2 separate regions of the Mus musculus genome follow, and region 2 is linked to region 1. A link is a contact called in public Micro-C data. All regions are on one chromosome and are shown on one strand. The core of a region is the stretch at or near the end of the contact, and the rest is flanking DNA. Distances in the headings are between cores, read along the strand shown.

What was found. A called contact is a pair of places that touch in the nucleus more often than the background predicts.
Region 2: a Micro-C map of the G1E-ER4 cell line shows a contact between it and region 1, with 2.0 times the contacts expected there. The contact joins two enhancer-like sites. A contact is called at or near these places in 1 of 39 promoter capture datasets (pre-B cells), 2 of 484 Hi-C or Micro-C datasets (the G1E-ER4 cell line and group 2 innate lymphoid cells), 2 of 115 datasets of contacts at active chromatin or transcription factors (bone marrow-derived macrophages and effector CD8 T cells) and 2 of 9 other capture datasets (adipose tissue and liver).

What each region holds. Positions count from the first base shown.
Region 1 is chr11:104,535,755-104,539,489 of GRCm38.p6, forward strand. Cdc27 (cell division cycle 27) reads right to left here. Exons shown (of 19, transcript NM_145436.2): 2 at 841-916. Among named protein-coding and RNA genes, the nearest start is that of Cdc27, 13 kb to the right of the region's middle. Within about 2 kb of position 2,402, at least 7 of the 459 cell types and tissues checked have an H3K27ac peak or open chromatin away from gene starts, as enhancers often do. A contact at or near this core is called in the G1E-ER4 cell line, where this site is marked.
Region 2 is chr11:104,676,294-104,680,367 of GRCm38.p6, forward strand. It overlaps the pseudogene Gm11662. Among named protein-coding and RNA genes, the nearest start is that of Efcab13, 13 kb to the right of the region's middle. Within about 2 kb of position 1,553, at least 7 of the 459 cell types and tissues checked have an H3K27ac peak or open chromatin away from gene starts, as enhancers often do. A contact at or near this core is called in the G1E-ER4 cell line, where this site is marked.

The sequences.
Region 1 (3,735 bases), core at 1,152-3,651:
AAGACAGCTACAGTGTACTTATGTATAATAATAAAGAAAAAAAACAGTAAAAATATTTTCTGGAGGAAAAAAAAACAAGACAGGCATGGTGTCTCTTGTCCCTCATCCCAGAACTTGGGAGACAGCGGAAGGACAGTTGAGAGTTTAAGGCCAGTATGAGATACAGAAAACTTGTGTCAAAACAAAAACAAAATAGCTGAGAAGTCAGTAAAATGTTCTTGCTTCTTAGGACCCTATGAAAAAGCTGGCACATGCTTATAATTCCAGTACTGACGAGGTGGAGGGAGAATTCTGCGGCTCAGTAGCAAGACAGCCTAACCTACTTGACAGGTTTCAGGCTACTGACAAATCATCTCAAAAAGACAAGTAAAAGGTGCCAGAGGAAAAATACCCACCAAGGTTGCCCTGTTTTCTGCCATACTCAAACACCACAGGAGTGGGCGCACCCAGGCACACGTGCGCGCACACTCACACACACACACAGATACACACACACACACACACACACACACACAAACACACACAAACACACACACACACACACACACACACACACACAGAGGAGTTGGAGGGATAGCTGAGCAATTAAGAACATGGAGTTGAGATTTCAAACACATTTGGGAGGCTCACAACTCTTTTAACTCTAGGGGATTTGATGCCTTTGGTCTTTGAGGACACTATTTTTAAGAAGTATCCATACACACATATATATACACATAATTAAAAATAAGAAAAAAGTTAAAGACAAAGAATGAAGAAAGAACCTTGCTAGTCACAAAGTGATGGAATTCCATCTATTTTATTCATTTCTGGTTCTATACAAATGAATAGATCACAAACCTTCTGCATATAGTCGTTCTGCGAGGAAAACTGCATCTCGGTAAGCATAGTGGTTTAGCGCTTGCCATATAGCAGCCTGTAAGTAGAGAAGCACATAAATATACACACAGTGACTCTGGCACCGTCTTGAACATAATATTCAAGTTAGTACTCGGAATTTGTTTGTATTATTTCTTCATTTATTTATTTACTTTGGTATGTGCATGTGTGTGTAGCAGGTGGGCATGTGCGCGCGGGAAGGAGGTCAAAGATAACTTCTCTCCTACCATGTGGGCCCAAGGGAACTTACTCAGGTCACTGGGCTCAGCAGCAAGTTTGCTAACTGATGAGGCATCCCACCTGCTCAGGTCACTCTTATCTCTCTCTCTATCTCTTTCTGTGCCTTACGTATGTGTGCAGACAGCTGCTGAGGCTGGGGCGGGACAGATCCCTTGAAGGTAGTTATCAGAGTCCAGATGCAAGTGCTGGGAACCAAGCCTGGCTCTCTATGAGAGAGGCAAGTGTTCTTATCAAGTGAGCCATTTTTACAGCCCAATTTCACTAATTTAAGTGATAAAACAGTAAATCCAGTGTGCTACATAAAGTTTCTCACTGTAGGCTTCTAATATATATTTACTCTTAATCCCTACATGAATCCAATCTTCTACACTTCTTTTTTTTTTTTTTTTGGATTTTTGAGACAGGGTTTCTCTGTATAGCCCCAGCTGTCCTGGAACTCACTCTGTAGACCAGGCTGGCCTCGAACTCAGAAATCTGCCTGCCTCTGCCTCCCAGGTGCTGGGATTAAAGGTGTGCACCACCACTGCCCGGCTTTTCTACACTTCTATATACCCCTTTTCTTCACCAATAACTTGCTCATCTCCTAAACCTAGTTTAAAATAATTCAATATATACTAACTTCTTCCTAGCCCATTCATCCTTCTCTTCCTCACACTCCTTTGTGTGAGACAGATTTTAAGTTTTTACTAATTTTATAAGGAAAAAAAGCTATTTAAAAAATAATAAATAAGGGGACTGAGAAGATAGTGTGCCCATGCCAGGGAGAGTTAGCCTCTTCTCTTCTCAGCCCTCCTCCATCTATATGTATGTGTGTATGTGTATGCATATATATGTGTGTGTGTGTGTGTGTGTGTGTGTGTGTGTGTGCGTGCGTGTTTGAATATATTTCTCTGCCAGCAGTTGAACATGATTATTTTAAAACACTTTCATACAGATCAATTCAGTAATACTCAACCTCATGGAAAGTAATATTTATATTACTGATTATCAGACCACACTAACGGGACTCATTAGGGCTAGAGGATCTTTTATTGTTTGGGAACTAAAGATGAGATGAGGCCACTAAATGAAAACAGGACTGTTAGAAAGCTTTGTTGGATTACTCTAGGATTCTGCCACATTTAAAGCCATTTAAAAAGTACTGAATATATGCTGTGCAGGAACATCTAGAGCCCTCATAAAATGTTCTACCATATTTGCCGCTAATTTATCCACATGCTATTACCAGACTCTATTCCTTCTTACAGAATCTGCCTGTAATAGATAGCAACATACTTATCTACTCAGAGCATAACCGTAATACTTTGTGTGAATATTGTTTTCTGATTCTCCCTCCAGATTCTGACAAGACTCACTACTGCTCATCTCTAGCCCACTCTTTCTTCTTCCTTCCACTCCTTTTTTTGAGACAGGGTCTCACCATGTAGTCCTGCCTGGCTTTGAATTCACTATATAGACCAGACTGCCCTCAAACTCAGAGTGTAACCTGCCTCTGCCTAGATGTGCATTTAGCAAGTGAACCATCTTTCCATCCCAGAATTACTAATTTAAGTGATAAAACCACAACACCCATGTGTAAAACCCATAGTGTACTAAATACTAAAGTAAAACTCTTGCTTTTTGTATACACTTTTTGTTGTTATTTTTGGTTTTGTTTTTCAAGATGGGGTTTCTCTGTGTAGCCCTGCCTGTCCTGGAACTTGGTCTGTAGACCAGGCTAGCCTCAAACTCAGAGATCTGCCTGTCTCTGCTTCAGAGTGCTGGGGTTAAAGGCGTGCGCCACCATCACCAAACCTACTTACACTCTTTTAGAAATCTTGTGAAAACTACAGACCTCCCCAATAAAGGCACATATAGTAAAAATATGTATTGAAAACCTGGTATATACTTAAGGTTTGGTATAATTTAAATATATACTGAAATGTATACAATCTGAGATTTATAAATACTCTCTTCCTATAAGACGTACTGATATAGTTCACAGGAACCTACTGTGTGTGTGTATAATAGACTTCTAATAAATTTTTGCAGAATTGGTTTAAATGATTAAAAGGGCAAAGTTACCAACCAAAGGAGTTCCTTTTTAAAAGAAAAATGTTTCTTAGATTTATTTAAGTGCTGGGTGTTTCATCTGCATGCATGTCTGTATACCATATGCATGCTTGGTGGCCAAGTTGGTCAGTGTAGGCTTTTGGATCCCTTGGAATTTGAGTTTCAGATAATTGTGAGCTAGCTGCCCTGTGGGTGTTGGGAACAGAACCTAGACCTCTGCAAGAACAAGAGTTCCTCTCCAATCCTAGAAATTCCTTTCTCTTTTGTATTTTGAAGACAACTGTATTAACAGTGTCTTCTGTAAGGACAGAGAAGAAATGGCTTTTAATCATACCAGATCACAGGTGCACAAGTTAACAGCTGCACTAGTGATTCGAATGCAGTCCACATTGGGGAGGTCTTAAGTGACTACTGGTCAGTGAATCTAAACAATTTACAGAACAGCTCATAAACAAAGCGAGATTAGGGCCAGAGGACATGCCTTTGATTCTAGCACTCGGGAGACAGAGGCAGGAAGATCTCTGAGAGTTCCAAGCCAGTCTGGTCTACAGAGTAAATTCTAGG
Region 2 (4,074 bases), core at 303-2,802, 140 kb after region 1:
AGAGCTCCCTGGGACTAAACCACCAGTCAAAGAAAACACATGGAGGGACTCATGTCTCTAACTACATATGTAGCAGAGGATGGCCTAGTCAGTCATCAATGGGAGGAGAGGCCCTTGGTCCTCTAAAGGTTCTATGCCCCAGTATAGGGGAATGCCAGGGCCAGGAAGCAGGAGTGGGTGGGTTGGGGAGCAGGGGGAGGGAGGAGGGGATTTTTGGAGGGAAAACTAGGAAAGAGGATAACATTTGAAATGTAAATAAATAAAATATCTAATAAAAAAGTTTATATCTCTGCCCTACTCTTGCTTCACAAAACTTGGTTCAGAGGAGCCGGTGATATCTATGGCTCCATCTGTGTGTTTTACTGCCTTGAAATGTCCTCCATGTGATAAACAATTTATCACCTTTAGACTTGGTCTTAGATTGGGATGGGTAATACGTGAGCATCATTTTTGTGTCTGTGTGTGCATGTCAGGATGTAGCATGCAGTCCTATTCACAACAAAGCCTTCATTTTTATATGAAACTTGGTGAGTGTGATCAGATCTTTATCATCCAGATCTCGAGGTGATTGGTATGTGAAGCATTATCTAGAGGAAGAGAACAAATAGAATGAATATATATCACAAAGGAGATTTATTAGGCTGGCACACACAGTACATGCTGGGTATGGATGCCTCAGCAGCACTATTGAAACCCGGTGCTGAGGGCCTGGAGTGACACTGGTCTTCAGCCCACACTGGAAGGCTGAAGAGGCTGGGTTCTCATGTCAGTGAGGGACAGACAGGCAGCAGCAGCAGCAGCTGCAAGCCAGTGGATGCACTAACCAGCAAGGGTTAGTGAGCAAACGGATACAGCTCTCTCTCCTAAGACCTCATATCTGGGCAACCAAGGAAATGCTGCTCACTCTAGGGGCAGCTTCCCCCTTGTTAATCCTTCTAGGAAGCAGGCTTATAGACCCACCCAAAAGCATATTGAATTCAGAGCCAGACAAATTAACAACAAAAATGAAGCATCCCAGCAAACAGGGGAAAGACCCACTTTGAAAGAAATTGAGGGGAAGAAGAGGAGGGAGAGGAGGAGGAGGAGGAGGAGGAGGAGGGGGAGGGGGAGGAGGAGGAGGAAGAGGCAGTTAGCCAGTGAACACATGCTCTGTTCTTGATCCAGCATGTGTTCAGCCACATGGTTTGTCTGTCTGTCTGTCTTTCTTTCTTTCTTTCTTTCTTTCTTTCTTTCTTTCTTTCTTTCTTTCTTTTCTTTTCTTTTGAGAGTTTCATGTAGCCCACTCTGGCCTTGAACTCACTATGTAACCTAGGATGGCCTTGCACTTCTGATCCTTCAGCCTTCAACTGGAGTGCTGGGATTTGAACCCAGGGTTCTTGTAGATTGTAAGAAAACCCTATAAATGGAGCTACATCCTTGGCTTCTCTGAAAAGAACTTTAAGGAAAAAGTTCCACAATTAACTGTTTTACAAAATGTATTTAGCTGGGCTTTCTGGTGACTAATACATACTTGGCAAAATTTGGAGGGGTCAGTGACCCATGTGTAAATGTCACTTTGGTGGCCAGTGGAAGTTACTAGTTAAGAAACGGGAAAAATGTTGGTGGGTGTGGGCTGGACTTAGTTTTTTCTGATAATTGTAATCATTATCGAGGCAGACTGCTAATGCAGCCCAGCACATTTCTCCTTAATCTTCTTACAGCCGGATGTGCCATGCCCATCTAGATCATGAGATGCAAATGAAGGAGGTCCACGACTTCCAGTGGCATCACTTAAGGAGAGATGATGCATGGTCTTCCATCCCTTCCTTTTCTGTAGGAATCAGAAGCAAAGCAGCCACGATGGACCAGGAAGTGACCTAGGGGACTGTGTCCAATTGCCTACTCATACAGAACAAGTTATGTCACAATTTAGCAACTCAAAAATACTGCCCAGCCTCTGGAGTCAGGAATTCGGAATGGCTTTCATTTAGAGGTTTAGGCTCAGAGTCTCATGAGATTGAATCCGAAGTACTGGCCATGACTCCAGTCAACTGAAGGCTCCTAAGAACTGTGAGACCATTTTTTTTTCCAAGAGGGCATTCTCACAGGGCTGTTGGCAGGAGACATGGAGTCCGTGCTGGCTGGACTGCCTGAGTGTTGGCTTTTCTCAGAGTAAGTAACAGAGTATAGGGAAGAAGTCCCATGATTTTTATGAGTTAGTTTTATGATGTCACATTGTAAGCTGTGTTCTAGTCATGTATGTAGCTCACTGAACCAACCAATGTTCTACTGAGGATGGTTCAATCGCCACCTTTTGAGCAGGTTCCATTTTTTATAGGCAGAGCTGTGGCCCCTATTTCCCCCAAAGATATCCACATCCTAAAAGTGGAACCTTGGACTATGCTACCATACATGAAATAAAGGGCTTCAATATAATTAAGGATCTTGAGCTCAGATTATCCTGGATTATCTGGTGGGTACTATATACTTAGAAGAGTCCTTTTGGGACCCACGAGTCAGAGTAGGGTAACAACATTGGCTGCAAGCAAGTGATTGATGGCAGAGTGATTTGGCCATAAGTTAGTCAATGTGGCCATAGCACTTAGAGCCTGGAGCCACTGATTTTATCCCTGTAAAGGATAAAGACAGGGTTTCTCTGTATTGCCCTGGCTGTCCTGGAACTCACTCTGTAGACCAGGCTGGCCTCGAACTTAGAAATCTGCCTGCCTCTGCCTCCCAAGTGCTGGGATTAAAGGCATGCACCACCACTGTCCGGCTACTGGAAACATTTTATTGATGAGACCCCACCAGCTGCGCAGAGTGATCCTGGCATCAAGCACCTTCCTCCTTGGCATCCTATGCCATCTTTCTTGAGTGATTCCATAAATGCTTTCTTCTCCTCCATGGTCTGGAAACGACCATGGCCAAACTTAGAGGTGGTGTCAGTGAACTTCAGATCAGTCTTCTCCAGAGCCTATGTTTGGTCTGGACCGGAAAGGACTTCTGAAGAATAAGCACTTACTTCTTGGTCCCCACCACATGGCCTTTGAGCATGATGAAGTCATTGGTCATCTTCTCATAATGGCCAAAGCCACCCAGTGGGTCAATGCTCTTGTCAGACAGGTCATAGTCAGTAAATGCATTGTTCTTGATGAGTTGACCATCCTTGATGAGGTAGCCTTGACCAATCTTGTAAATCTTCTTGTTAATCTCTGTTCAGTGATGGTAGCCTTTCTTCTCAGTTCTTATAGAGCCATAGCATGTAACAGTCACACACATGCATAGACATCATGTAAAAATGATGATAAGAAGAAGACAAGAGGGCAAGTGTCAGTGATTTTTATGTCAGGGATGGATATCCATCTGTGCACTCCCTACACCATCCCTGGGAGGAGTGAAGAGCACTCCACAGAGCTGAAGCTCCATGAAGCAAACATCTCAAGAGCAGAGCTTAGAAAGAAGGCTACCTCTGCTCCCCTGACCGACTGCTCTGGGGTTTTTTGTTTGTTTGTTTGTTTGTTTTCCTGGGGGGGGGGTGGGTGTTTTGTTTTGTTTTTTTCAGCTCTGGTTTTCCTCACTTGCTCTGCCCCTTTGCCTGAATACAAGGCTACAAGGGCAGGGTGCCAGGCTTCAATACAGGCAACTTTGCGCAGACCTCAATGGGTCTTTTGGGGCAATTTCTTTGTATGCCAACCACTAGTCACCCCTTTGTACCCTTTTGTCACGTCGAAGACATCAATCATCTCATCCTTCCCCAACACCTGGTTCACAGGAACCTGCTGCTCCAGCCTCTCTCGGGCCCAGTCTAGTTTTTTCAGCCACAGTGCCTCCATTCACCTGGATCTCCATCAAGTGTGCCTTCTTCTAGTGCAGAGGAAGCAGACACATCTGAGTGTGGGCAATTATGGGGATGACCCGGCAGTACTTCTTCATGCTGCTGAAGTCCTTCTCCAGCTGCTTCTTGCCTGTGTCATATTCTGCCATTTCCTACAGTACTTGGTGAAAGCCTTCTTCTTAGATGTGTGCCAGTTCTTATAGAACCGACTTTTACACTCATCACAGATAGGCTTAGCAAATACAGTCTTGAAGGTCTGG